3 separate regions of the Mus musculus genome follow, and regions 1 and 2 are each linked to region 3. Evidence: chromatin contacts called from public Hi-C and promoter capture Hi-C data. All regions are on one chromosome and are shown on one strand. The core of a region is the stretch at or near the end of the contact, and the rest is flanking DNA. Distances in the headings are between cores, read along the strand shown.

The links. Promoter capture Hi-C pulls out the DNA fragments that hold promoters and counts their contacts. Hi-C and Micro-C count contacts between places; a contact is called where the count stands out from the background.
Region 1: a contact with region 3 is called in a promoter capture Hi-C map of pre-B cells. The contact joins the promoter of H3c15 here to the promoter of Rbm8a in region 3. A contact is called at or near these places in 3 of 39 promoter capture datasets (cranial neural crest, hippocampal neurons and pre-B cells) and 3 of 9 other capture datasets (adipose tissue, liver and pancreatic islet).
Region 2: a Hi-C map of natural killer cells shows a contact between it and region 3, with 4 times the contacts expected there. The contact joins the promoter of Gpr89 here to the promoter of Rbm8a in region 3. A contact is called at or near these places in 10 of 484 Hi-C or Micro-C datasets (CD4 T cells, LSK cells, embryonic stem cells and 2 more), 1 of 115 datasets of contacts at active chromatin or transcription factors (effector CD8 T cells) and 2 of 9 other capture datasets (adipose tissue and pancreatic islet).

What each region holds. Positions count from the first base shown.
Region 1 is chr3:96,237,835-96,241,180 of GRCm38.p6, forward strand. H3c15 (H3 clustered histone 15) reads right to left here and starts at 1,293. Exons shown (of 1, transcript NM_054045.4): 1 at 645-1,293. The coding sequence starts at 1,107. The coding sequence ends at 697. It overlaps H2ac19 (H2A clustered histone 19), which reads right to left and starts at 2,540. Exons shown (of 1, transcript NM_178212.3): 1 at 1,945-2,540. The coding sequence starts at 2,416. The coding sequence ends at 2,024.
Region 2 is chr3:96,903,233-96,906,730 of GRCm38.p6, forward strand. It overlaps Gpr89 (G protein-coupled receptor 89), which reads right to left and starts at 2,066. Exons shown (of 14, transcript NM_026229.4): 1 at 1,950-2,066. The coding sequence starts at 1,991.
Region 3 is chr3:96,628,129-96,631,827 of GRCm38.p6, forward strand. Rbm8a (RNA binding motif protein 8a) reads left to right here and starts at 1,800. Exons shown (of 6, transcript NM_001102407.1): 1 at 1,800-1,900; 2 at 2,174-2,233; 3 at 2,349-2,426; 4 at 2,738-2,874; 5 at 3,304-3,440; 6 at 3,561-3,699. The coding sequence starts at 1,834. The coding sequence ends at 3,606. It also overlaps the pseudogene 6330549D23Rik.

The DNA of each region.
Region 1 (3,346 bases), core at 43-2,542, 390 kb before region 3:
AGTGTATTTCGGTCCAGAAAGGTGCCTGCCAAAGTGGGAAGGGGGGAATGGAGTTGTCATTTTGAAGTAAATTAATAGGAGTAAGAGGAAAAACTACCCAATTGCCATTGAACCATATCATAGCAATAAATGCTGAATCCCAAGTAGCTAGCAGGTCTTCTAATCAAGTGTTAGAGAACAAAGCTTTATCACTGGATATTACTCATAGTCCACTTACCACCGACGTTGAGCCCCGTAAGCCTCAGACATTGCATTAAATGAGCAACAATAATCTTCAGTCGTCCAGAAGTCTGGTGATGTAATTATGAGCTGTAAGCTAGATCTCAGCCTTCAGCTACTTACAAAGCCTTCTCTGCTCCAGCTGGGTAGGAACATTACATAGTATCCACCAAGCCCCAACCCTCCGTAAGATTATCCCCTCCCCTTAGACTGAGGTGGTGAACCTACTTCGGGTTAACAAGCTAGGAGTCTGAATAAGACCGCAATTAACGTTAAACAACTTACACTAAGGGCATTCAAACCTTCCTTGAAAGCAACCATTATGTAGACATAACAGGTATAAGTCAGATACCAACCTAGAGCTATGGAGCGGGATAATGTGCGGACAAAGCTCTAAGCGAAGTAAACAGCTCTTTCCGGGAAGCTGTGGTGGCTCTGAAAAGAGCCTTTGTGGGGAATGGATGGGAGACAGGGCGCTTAAGCGCGCTCCCCACGGATGCGGCGGGCCAACTGGATGTCCTTGGGCATGATGGTGACGCGTTTGGCGTGGATGGCGCACAGGTTGGTGTCCTCGAACAGCCCCACCAGGTAGGCCTCGCTCGCCTCCTGCAGCGCCATGACGGCCGAGCTCTGGAAGCGCAGGTCCGTCTTGAAGTCCTGCGCGATCTCGCGCACCAGGCGCTGGAACGGCAGCTTGCGGATCAGCAGCTCGGTCGACTTCTGGTAGCGCCGGATCTCCCGCAGCGCCACGGTGCCGGGCCGGTAGCGGTGCGGCTTCTTCACGCCGCCCGTGGCCGGGGCGCTCTTGCGGGCGGCCTTGGTGGCCAGCTGCTTGCGCGGGGCCTTGCCGCCGGTGGACTTGCGGGCAGTCTGCTTCGTACGGGCCATGGCGAAGACGGAAGACACCCAAACGAGGAGCACTCGGGGACCTGATACCGGCCCGAGCCGGCCGCCTTTATAGGCGCAGTCTTCCCCGCGGCGGGGCGGAGACAGCGACTTGAAACTCCCGCGCTGCCGCGCCATTGGCCGTGGCGTCACCGGCCCCGACCTCGCCCATTGGCTCGGGCCCGCCACGCCACCTGACCCGCCCCCACCCGCCCCCCACGTCCAGCCCCGCGCCCGGTCCACTTGCCAACGTTCTGCGAGGGTGGAGCCACGTCTGGCAGCTGCCCGTAGAGGGCGGGTCCCGGCTCTGCCCAAGAGGAGCTCGCGCGCCCCCGCCCGCCGCCCAAAGTCCCAGGGCAGAACTAATCTAGTGTTTGTGCAGCACCGCCCAGCCACAGCCACAGTCCCAGCCCCAGTCCCCCATGATCCCTAGAGCCGGCCGCGTCCAGTCCTCGCGGGACACCTCCTCCTCCTAGACATTCCCCAAGGACCGGACGAGAGCGCGGCTGACTGCGACTTATGTCTAGATTGGCCTAGACGTCCTAGTTGAGTCTTAGTCCTGGGAAGGGTCAGGCGGGTGGACGCTGAGTGAGGGACAGTGTTGTGTAGGACAAGGGTGTGGGCAGATAGGGGCTAAATGCTTGGGACGGTCAGCGAGAACCGCGTATCCGCTCCGCCGAGGCAGGGCATGAACCAAAGAGCGACAACAGACTAACTACCAGGGGGAACCACGGGCAGGATGGGCAAGGAAGCAGAGGACACGACACTCTTACTTTTGGGGCAGGGCCAGGAAAGGCCACCAAGACCGGCTACCGTGACACAACTCTTTATCTGATTCAGTGGGTGGCTCTGAAAAGAGCCTTTTTAGGAGCTCGCGGGGGTTATATCACAGAGACGCGGGCCGACGCGAGCAGTGGCCTCACTTGCCCTTCGCCTTATGGTGGCTCTCCGTCTTCTTGGGCAGCAGCACGGCCTGGATGTTGGGCAGGACGCCGCCCTGCGCGATCGTCACTTTGCCCAGCAGCTTGTTGAGCTCCTCGTCGTTGCGGATGGCCAGCTGCAGGTGGCGCGGGATGATGCGCGTCTTCTTGTTGTCGCGGGCCGCGTTGCCCGCCAGCTCCAGGATCTCGGCCGTTAGGTACTCCAGCACCGCCGCCATGTATACCGGCGCGCCGGCACCCACACGCTCCGCGTAGTTGCCCTTGCGCAGCAGCCGGTGCACACGCCCCACCGGGAACTGTAGCCCGGCCCGGGAAGACCGCGACTTGGCCTTGGCGCGGGCCTTGCCTCCTTGCTTGCCACGACCGGACATCACGAAAGCGCAAACAGACGAACGGCCACAACCAGGAAACGGTACTCCGGCGCCGACGCCTCACCCTTTTATAGACGCAGACCCGATTGTCCGCCCGACGCTCTCATTGGCTCACACGCGTCCTGACGCCGTGGCCAATAGGAGCGCGCGGACAGAAGCCTCTCATTTACATAAGACCGGCTCCCTCGCCCCGGCGCCGCCCTGGAACGCGCGAATCACGACGCGCGTGCTCGGTGGCTTCATTTGCGTGCGGCCGTCGTTGCGACACTCCGCGGGTCGCCGGGCGGCTGGGCTTGCTCGCTGTTTCTCCTGCTCTGGAAGCTGGCAAAGTGTGCCCTGCATCCAAGAGGGCCTGAGTTAATCACTTACTTAAGTGTAGGTTTTCCTTCGAGGAATACTGGAAATTTAGTTTTTTATACCTAAGGAGTAGCGGATAATTCTCATAGCCTCTTTATTTTTCTACTTGAAACAGTGTAAAACCTACTTGTTTCATTTTAAGCGTTTATCGCTGGGAGCCTTACTTTAAAATCGTTAAATTTAAAGGTTATTTTCTTAATCCATACACATCTGAGAGTGCTTGAAAAGACCAAGTACAGTTCGCCTGGGGTTTACTAAAATTATTTTTTTGCCACTCAGATTTGTACATAAGGAATCGAAATAACTTAAAAAGTAAACCTTACGCTGCTGCTTTTGTCTATCATTTGTCCTGATGGCTCTCAGAAGCTCCTTTTAGGAGCCTTCCAGGCTGTCTGGGGCTAGAGTGACTCGGAGTACCATATCCGGACTGCCATTATTTTAGCATCGCATCAGTTATGCTCGGTAAAATACAGCCAGCATTTTTCAATCTCTGAAATTTGTAATAAGGTTCGTTATCGATGCATTAGAATCACTGATTAGGCATATTGAGTGTAAGCTTAGCTCTAGTAACAG
Region 2 (3,498 bases), core at 816-3,315, 280 kb after region 3:
GTAATAAGTTTTATAAAGTTTAATTTCTTTTATTATTTGTGTGCTTGCACATGCGCTTGCAAGTAGAAGGCAGGGGTCAATTTTTGGGAGTTAGTTCTCTCCTTCCATTCTGAGCACCAAGATCTAACTCAGGTTTCAGGCTTGGGCAGCAAGTGCCTTTATCCGCTCAGTCATCTCATTGGCCTGAGGTGAGAGTCTCTGATATGAAGTTTCTGATTTCATACCACATAAACCTTCCAGTTCATATGGAACAGGAAAAATGGTGCATGCATTGCTTTCCTGTTAACCACATTTCCCTAAGGCCTTACTTGGCCTCCACTCTGCCACCAAATGGGTCAGATGCTAGGGAATACAAGAGAGAGTAAGAAAGATACTATCTTGGATTTCATGGGGAAGGAAAATAAAACATACATGAGAAAGAAAGTGGCTGGAATGAAAGGCCCCTTTGGTTATTGATAGGGGACAAGTTACGCCTCCCTGTGGTGACATTTTCATTTAATTAACACCTCAATGATGGCAAAGTAGCCCCAAAACATATAAAGACAGGGAACATTTGACGCAAAGGATTGTTTGGGTTTTAGATTTCAGCACTTTGGTTGGTTAAATTTAATATTTCATGTGGATATATTTGTAAAAGTTAAAGATTATAAATTTAAGGCATAAAAGTTTAGAAAGCCATATTCTTGGGAACTTTTGAATTATGTTCATGTTAATCTCACAGGTGAAAGTGCATGGAAATTTTCTAATTATACTCTTATTTTTGTACTCTTTAACAAGCTGGGAATGGACATTTATATTTACCTGTGGGGGGAAAAACTCTTAAAACTTAAATGTTTTTTTTTTTCTTGAATTGGTAGTAAGGCTGAAAGCCACTCTGTGTCATTATCAAGGACAACAGGGGAGGCGCAGAGAGATTTGAAGCAGAAGGCAGAGTGTCCAGAGTTTTGTGTATTTACAGATTTGAACACTATGCTAGCAACAAAAGCAGTCAAATGTACTTGAAAGGTATTAATTTTGAAAAGGGAAAAATGGTTACTGTATTAGAGTGGTGAAATGGGTTGGCTTTTTCTTGTTTTACATTTTCTTAAGTGTTGTTACCGACGTTTTCAAGAGGTGAGGGCAATGCTCTGCTGAGGGAAGCATTGGGATGCAGCTGCACAAACCCTAAATTCAAGGATGTACCTCACTTACGTCCCTCAGGGGAACTGTTTCTTTCCCTTGCCATTTGGATGCGATGAAGAGAAAAAAAAATCTTTTACTGGAAAGATGCGGGGTGAGAGCGATAATGCAAGCAAAGAAGCGTCTGCAGTTGCTTAGTGAGTGCTTGCATTTGAAAGTGGGTACATGGCTATGCACATAAATACATACATGATATCAGGGCTATCATAAACACTTGGGGTGGGGTGGGAGGAAACCCTGGAGAGACACGACTGATGGGAAAAGCAAGAGGCTCACTAGACGAAGCGAGCAGAACTTGCCAGTGGTTTATACTTCTTCGGTTTTGTTTAACGGTAGATAGAGGTGGCCAAGTGAGAAGAAAACGTGGGTCGACCGCGACCCGCAAAGAGTGAACAGCAACCAGAGAACGAAAGATGAGGTGTCACTGCACAAAGGAAAGCTCAGACTTGGACCTCGCGGAGGCAAACGTGTCAGCACCCGGATCCTGCAAAGCCCATACCCGTCCCGGTCCTCAGCCCTGGTAGGCACGCTGCCGTGGGCCTCCCGCCGGGAGCCAAGCTTCTCCAGGCTCCGTGGTCCGCGGAGCTGCCCGGAAGCCTCGGGGCGCCGTGGGTACTGACCCCCGCATGGCACCGGCTCAGCGCTGGGGCCAGCCAGGCCCTCCCCAGAGTCTGGGGACGCACGCTAGGTGAGTGACAGCACCACACGTCAGCCTTCGCCACCCGGGCAAGGGAGCGGGCTGAGCAAATCCAGGTTCTCCCAAGGCTCACCTGGGAGGTGATCATGATGCTGGAGTCGATCAGGAAGCTCATGGCGAAGCCTCGGGAGGCCCATGCCCAGCTGTCTACCCCTCAGAGAAGCCGCGGCTTAAGACCTGTCCACCTGCTGTGGTAGGCGGCCTGGCCTGGCGCGTGCTTACGTCATCAAGATGCGCCCTAGCCAGCCAATCAGCGGCCGCATTCTCCGTTTGCCTGGAAGGTGAGGGTGGGCAGGGCTGGAAGCCGCTGGGTAGACTCAAAGCAGATGTGTTTCTTCTTAGTAGGCACAAGGAGGTGAGGAGAGGTAACATTTGCTTTAAGTGGCACTGCCATTAAATATAATGAAATTATTTTTATATTTTTCATAGCTAGAAACACTGGGGTGAGAGTTGTGCGAGGTCCTCAGTGACATTCCCAACACGGCAGAAAGTAAAAATAAGTTAACATAGCGAGTGAGGCTTTAAGTCAAGTAGTGTGTTGCAGATGTTACAGATTTTACTTGGTTTAAAAAGCAGTGTGACATCTATAAGCGAAAGGATGGTGGACAGGAACGTAAGAGTCTTCTCAAACATAGCTAAGTAAATTTCTGATATGATAACGTCAAAAGCACACGGCTTATAAGAGTGTGCACTCATTGGACTCTAATGAGACCGCCATTATAGTTGGCGCTTTAGGGTGTGGAGTATTAGGCCAAAGGACGAGAAATTACATGAAGACAGATTTTAATTCAAAATAATAATTACGTAGGAGTCTTAAAGGTGGGCTATGTTAGAAAGTAGTTTCCCCCTTCCCAACACAGTCTGAGTGGCTGTGGCTCAACTACAAAGTGAATTATAATTCCTTCCATTAGATACTCCATTTATGAAGGCTTAATATACTACAATGGGACTTAGACTTTTCCCACTAGAACCCTAGCTAGTCTTATTGTAAAGACTAGTTACAGTCAAGGCTTGTAAGGGTGCAAGTGTATGTTGCAGGGGATGCTGGTATCTAGAAAGTGAGTGCTCAGATTATAATATAAATAAACAAGAACATTCCCCCAGGTTGCCACACATAAAGAAAGACCCCTGTTCCTTTGATCTGAAGCCTGTCTTACCAAGCAGCCTGTCCTAGTTAGGGCTACTATTGCTGTGTTGAAACACCATGACCGAAAACAAGTTGGGGAGAAAAGGGTTTATTTCAGCCTACACTTTCACACTGTAGTTCCCTTTTGAGGGAAGTCATGACAGGAACTCAAACAGGGCAGGGATCCTGAGGCAGGAGCTGATGCAGAGGCAATGGGTGTGTGTGTGTGTGTGTGTGTGTGTGTGTGTGTGTGTGTGTTGCTTACTGGCTTACTTGTGGCTTGCTCAGCCTGCTTCATATGTGTATAACTCAGACATGGCAACACCCACAATAGACTGGGCCTTCTATCACCAATCACTAATTAAGAAAATGCTCTACAATTTTGCTTCCAGTCCAATCTTATGGAGGCATTTTTCTCAATTGAGTTTCCTTCTTCTTAGATAACTTTAGGTTGTGTCAAATTGACATAAAACCAGATAGCACACAGCACAAACTA
Region 3 (3,699 bases), core at 550-3,049:
AGAGTTTTACTGCTGTGAACAGACACCATGACCAAGACAACTCTTTAAAAGCAAAACAGGAGCTGAAGAGATGGCTCAGCTGTTAAGAGCACTAACTGCTCTTCCAGAGGTACTGAATTCAAATCCCAGCAACCACATCGTGGCTCACAACCATCTGTAATGACATCTGATGCCCTCTTCTGGTGTGTCTGAAGACAGCTACAGTGTACTTACATATAATAGATAAATAAATAAATCTTAAAAAAAAAAAAAAACCAGAATTCCCCCCCCCAAAAAAAAAAAAACAACAACAAAAAAAAACCAAACTGGGTTGGAGAGATGGCTCAGTGGTTAAGCGCACGGACTGCTCTTCTGGAGGTCCTGAGTTCAAATCCCAGCAACCACATAGTGGTTTACAACCATCTGTAATGGGATCTGATGCCCTCTTCTAATGTGTCTGAAGACAGCTACAGTGTACTCAAATAAATAAAAAATAAACAAACAAAAAAAACCACCTGAGCGGGGAAGTGGTGGCACATGCCTTTAATCCCAGCACTTGGGAGGCAGAGACAGGCGGATTTCTGAGATCGAGGACAGCCTCGAAATACAGAGTGAGTTCCAGGACACCCAGAGCTACACAGAGAAACCCTGTATTGAAAAGAAAAAAAACAAAAACAAAAACACCTGAGATGGTTCTTCTCAGTTGTCAGGCTTACTCTCTCTGGAATGAACTACAAATCCAGAAATGAGGGGCACACCTGTGATTTTCTGTTTGGTGGAGTGGGTAGATCCACTTCTAGTCCAGACTTTAGGTAGGAAAGAACACCTCTGAGCTACATCTAGAGGCAGGAAGACACAGGCTTTTCTTTAATCTTTTGTTTGTTTGTTTTGTTTTTGTTTTTGGAGACAGGGTTTCTCTGTGTAGCCCTGGCTGTCCTGGAACTCACTCTGTAGACCAGGCTGACCTCGAACTCAGAAAGCTGCCTGCCTCTGCCTCCCAAGTGCTGGGATTAAAGCGGGCAGGCACACCTTTAACCTGGGCCACACCTTTTGCTGAAGCCTATATAAAAACATGGATGAAGGAAACTTTTGCACTTTGCCTTGCTCATAAGTCCGTTTCTTCACCGGCACTGGAGCCTACTTTTTCTGGATTCTAGACCAGCTGAGACATCCAGCCTTGTGGAACTAAGCAAATACTAGATTCTTCGACTTTCTGGACACATCTAGTTATTCTCCAATTAGCTGGACTGCAGCCCGTAAGTCATTTCAATAAACCCATATATGTAGATATGTATCAAAGGATTTCTTGCTAGTTGAAAGTTTTATGAGAAAGTCACTGACTTCACTCACCCTTTAAATTTGCCCCAACGCGGCTGCGCTCCGGACCTTCAATCTACCTGATCAACTTGGCTGTAGAACTTCCGAAACCACTTTATTTTACTTTTTATGTTTTTGAGAAAGGGTCTCATTCTGTAGCCTTGGAGCCCGGCGTGGTAGCACAGGCTTTTAATCCCAGCAGCATGTGGAAGGGGAATATAGTTGGATATCTGTAACTTCGAGCCCAGCTAGGGCTATATAGAGAGACCCTGCCTCAAAAGAAAAGAAAACAAAACACAATCACAAACCATGTAGCCTACGGCCTCATACTCGCAGAGCTCCATCGGGGTCCCAGAGTGCTGGACGTTTCTAGCGCTTCATAGTGGGGCCGCCTACATTGGCGAATTTTCACCGCGCCGAGGGCGGGACTTGGAGGCAACCTTTAATTGGTCAGCCTAACTCGTGACGTTTTTCTTCTGCGACAGCTTCCCGAGGTGCTTAGCTTCTAGAGACTCAGAAAGCGCCGAGAGAAGCAAGATGGCGGACGTGCTGGATCTTCACGAGGCGGGGGGCGAAGATTTCGCCATGGATGAGGATGGGGACGGTGAGGAGAGTGGAGGCGACTGCGGGAAGAGGGGAAGGTGCGAGAGGGGAATGCAGTAGAAATTTTCCTGGGACGTCACCCCACGAACTGGGTCTGAAAAGATAGACTCCTCCCCCTTGGGAAAGGAATTAGGGGCGGAACTGGGAAGGGACTGAAGCTGGAGTCTGTGTCGAAGCTTCCAGATAGTCTAGGAAACGCGACAGGTTTTTTTTGTTTTTTTTTTCAAATGACTCTTATTTTTGTTGCTTCTTATTTTCTCACCTGGAACTCTAGAAAGCATCCACAAACTAAAAGAAAAAGCAAAGAAACGGAAGGGCCGCGGCTTTGGCTCCGGTGAGTGTGGGGAATAGGGTAGAGTGGTCTAAGAGGCAGAAGCCCGCGAATTTGGGAGTGTGAGGGGGACACATTTGGAGGACAGTTTTCGGTGATCTGGTATGAATTCTTTTAGAAGAGGGGTCCCGAGCGCGGATGCGGGAGGATTACGACAGTGTGGAGCAGGACGGCGATGAACCTGGACCACAGCGCTGTAAGTAAATAGGACCTATGGGGAGTCTGTGTGCACTGGCACTCAAATGCAAAGTAAAGAGTTGTTTAACCAGTCTCAGAAAATTGCTTATTGTAGGTTCTTTTCAGAATTTTTCTTTTTTAGTTTGTTTGGTTTTGGGTTTTTTTGTTGTTGTTGTTTTGGATACAGGGTTTCTCTGTTAAGCCCTGGCTGTCCTGAAACTCTTTTTGTAGACCAGGTTGGCCTCAAACTCACAAATCTGCCTGCCTCTGCCTCCTGAATACTGGGCTTTTTAGCTTACATGTTCATACAACACTTTCCCTACCCAACAGCTGTTGAAGGTTGGATTCTCTTTGTCACTGGAGTCCACGAAGAAGCCACTGAAGAAGATATCCATGACAAATTCGCTGAATATGGGGAAATAAAAAATATTCACCTTAATTTGGACAGGCGCACGGGATACTTGAAGGTAGATTTTCTTGCTTCCCTCACTTACAACTCTTAGATACATTGATTATGTTGTTTTTGTGAGTTGATCAAGCACAGGTAGGAAGTGAAATGACATTGGAAATTGATTTTGTTACCCACATGAAAGAGACAGAAACAGAATGAGCATGTTTGTGTATATAATGGGGATATGTGGTGTATAGCTGCGAAATTTTTCTTGTAACTATGCATTTCTGGTTTAAGGAAAAGAGTACTTGGTTGGTGAAGTAAAATTCTGATACTTTTTGTTGTTTGTTTGTTTGTCTTGAGACAGGGTTTCTCTGTATAACAGAGCCCTAGCTGTCCTGGGCTCACTTTGTAGACTAGGCTGGACTCTGCCTCTCTAATGCTGGAATTAAAAGTGTGTGTGTGACGCCTGGCTAAGCTTTGATACTTTTATATGCTCCCCTAGGGGTATACTCTAGTTGAATATGAAACATACAAAGAGGCTCAGGCTGCCATGGAAGGACTAAATGGTCAAGATTTGATGGGGCAGCCAATCAGTGTGGACTGGTGTTTTGTTCGTGGACCACCAAAGGGCAAGAGGAGGTAAGATGAAGGGATGGGGGTTGTACATTTATTTATCTTAGTAAAGGGAACATGAGCAAGATAAATAAGGATTCAGTATTAGATCTCTGATATTCCCCTTCTGTTTTTTCATTTTCTTAGAGGAGGCCGAAGACGAAGCAGGAGTCCAGACCGGAGACGCCGTTGATAAATCCTCTGTCGACTGGGTGGTCTCTCTACAAGTCCATTTGGTTATGCTGCCTTGGATAAACAGGGCTAGGGCGGACCTTGTGTTTATATT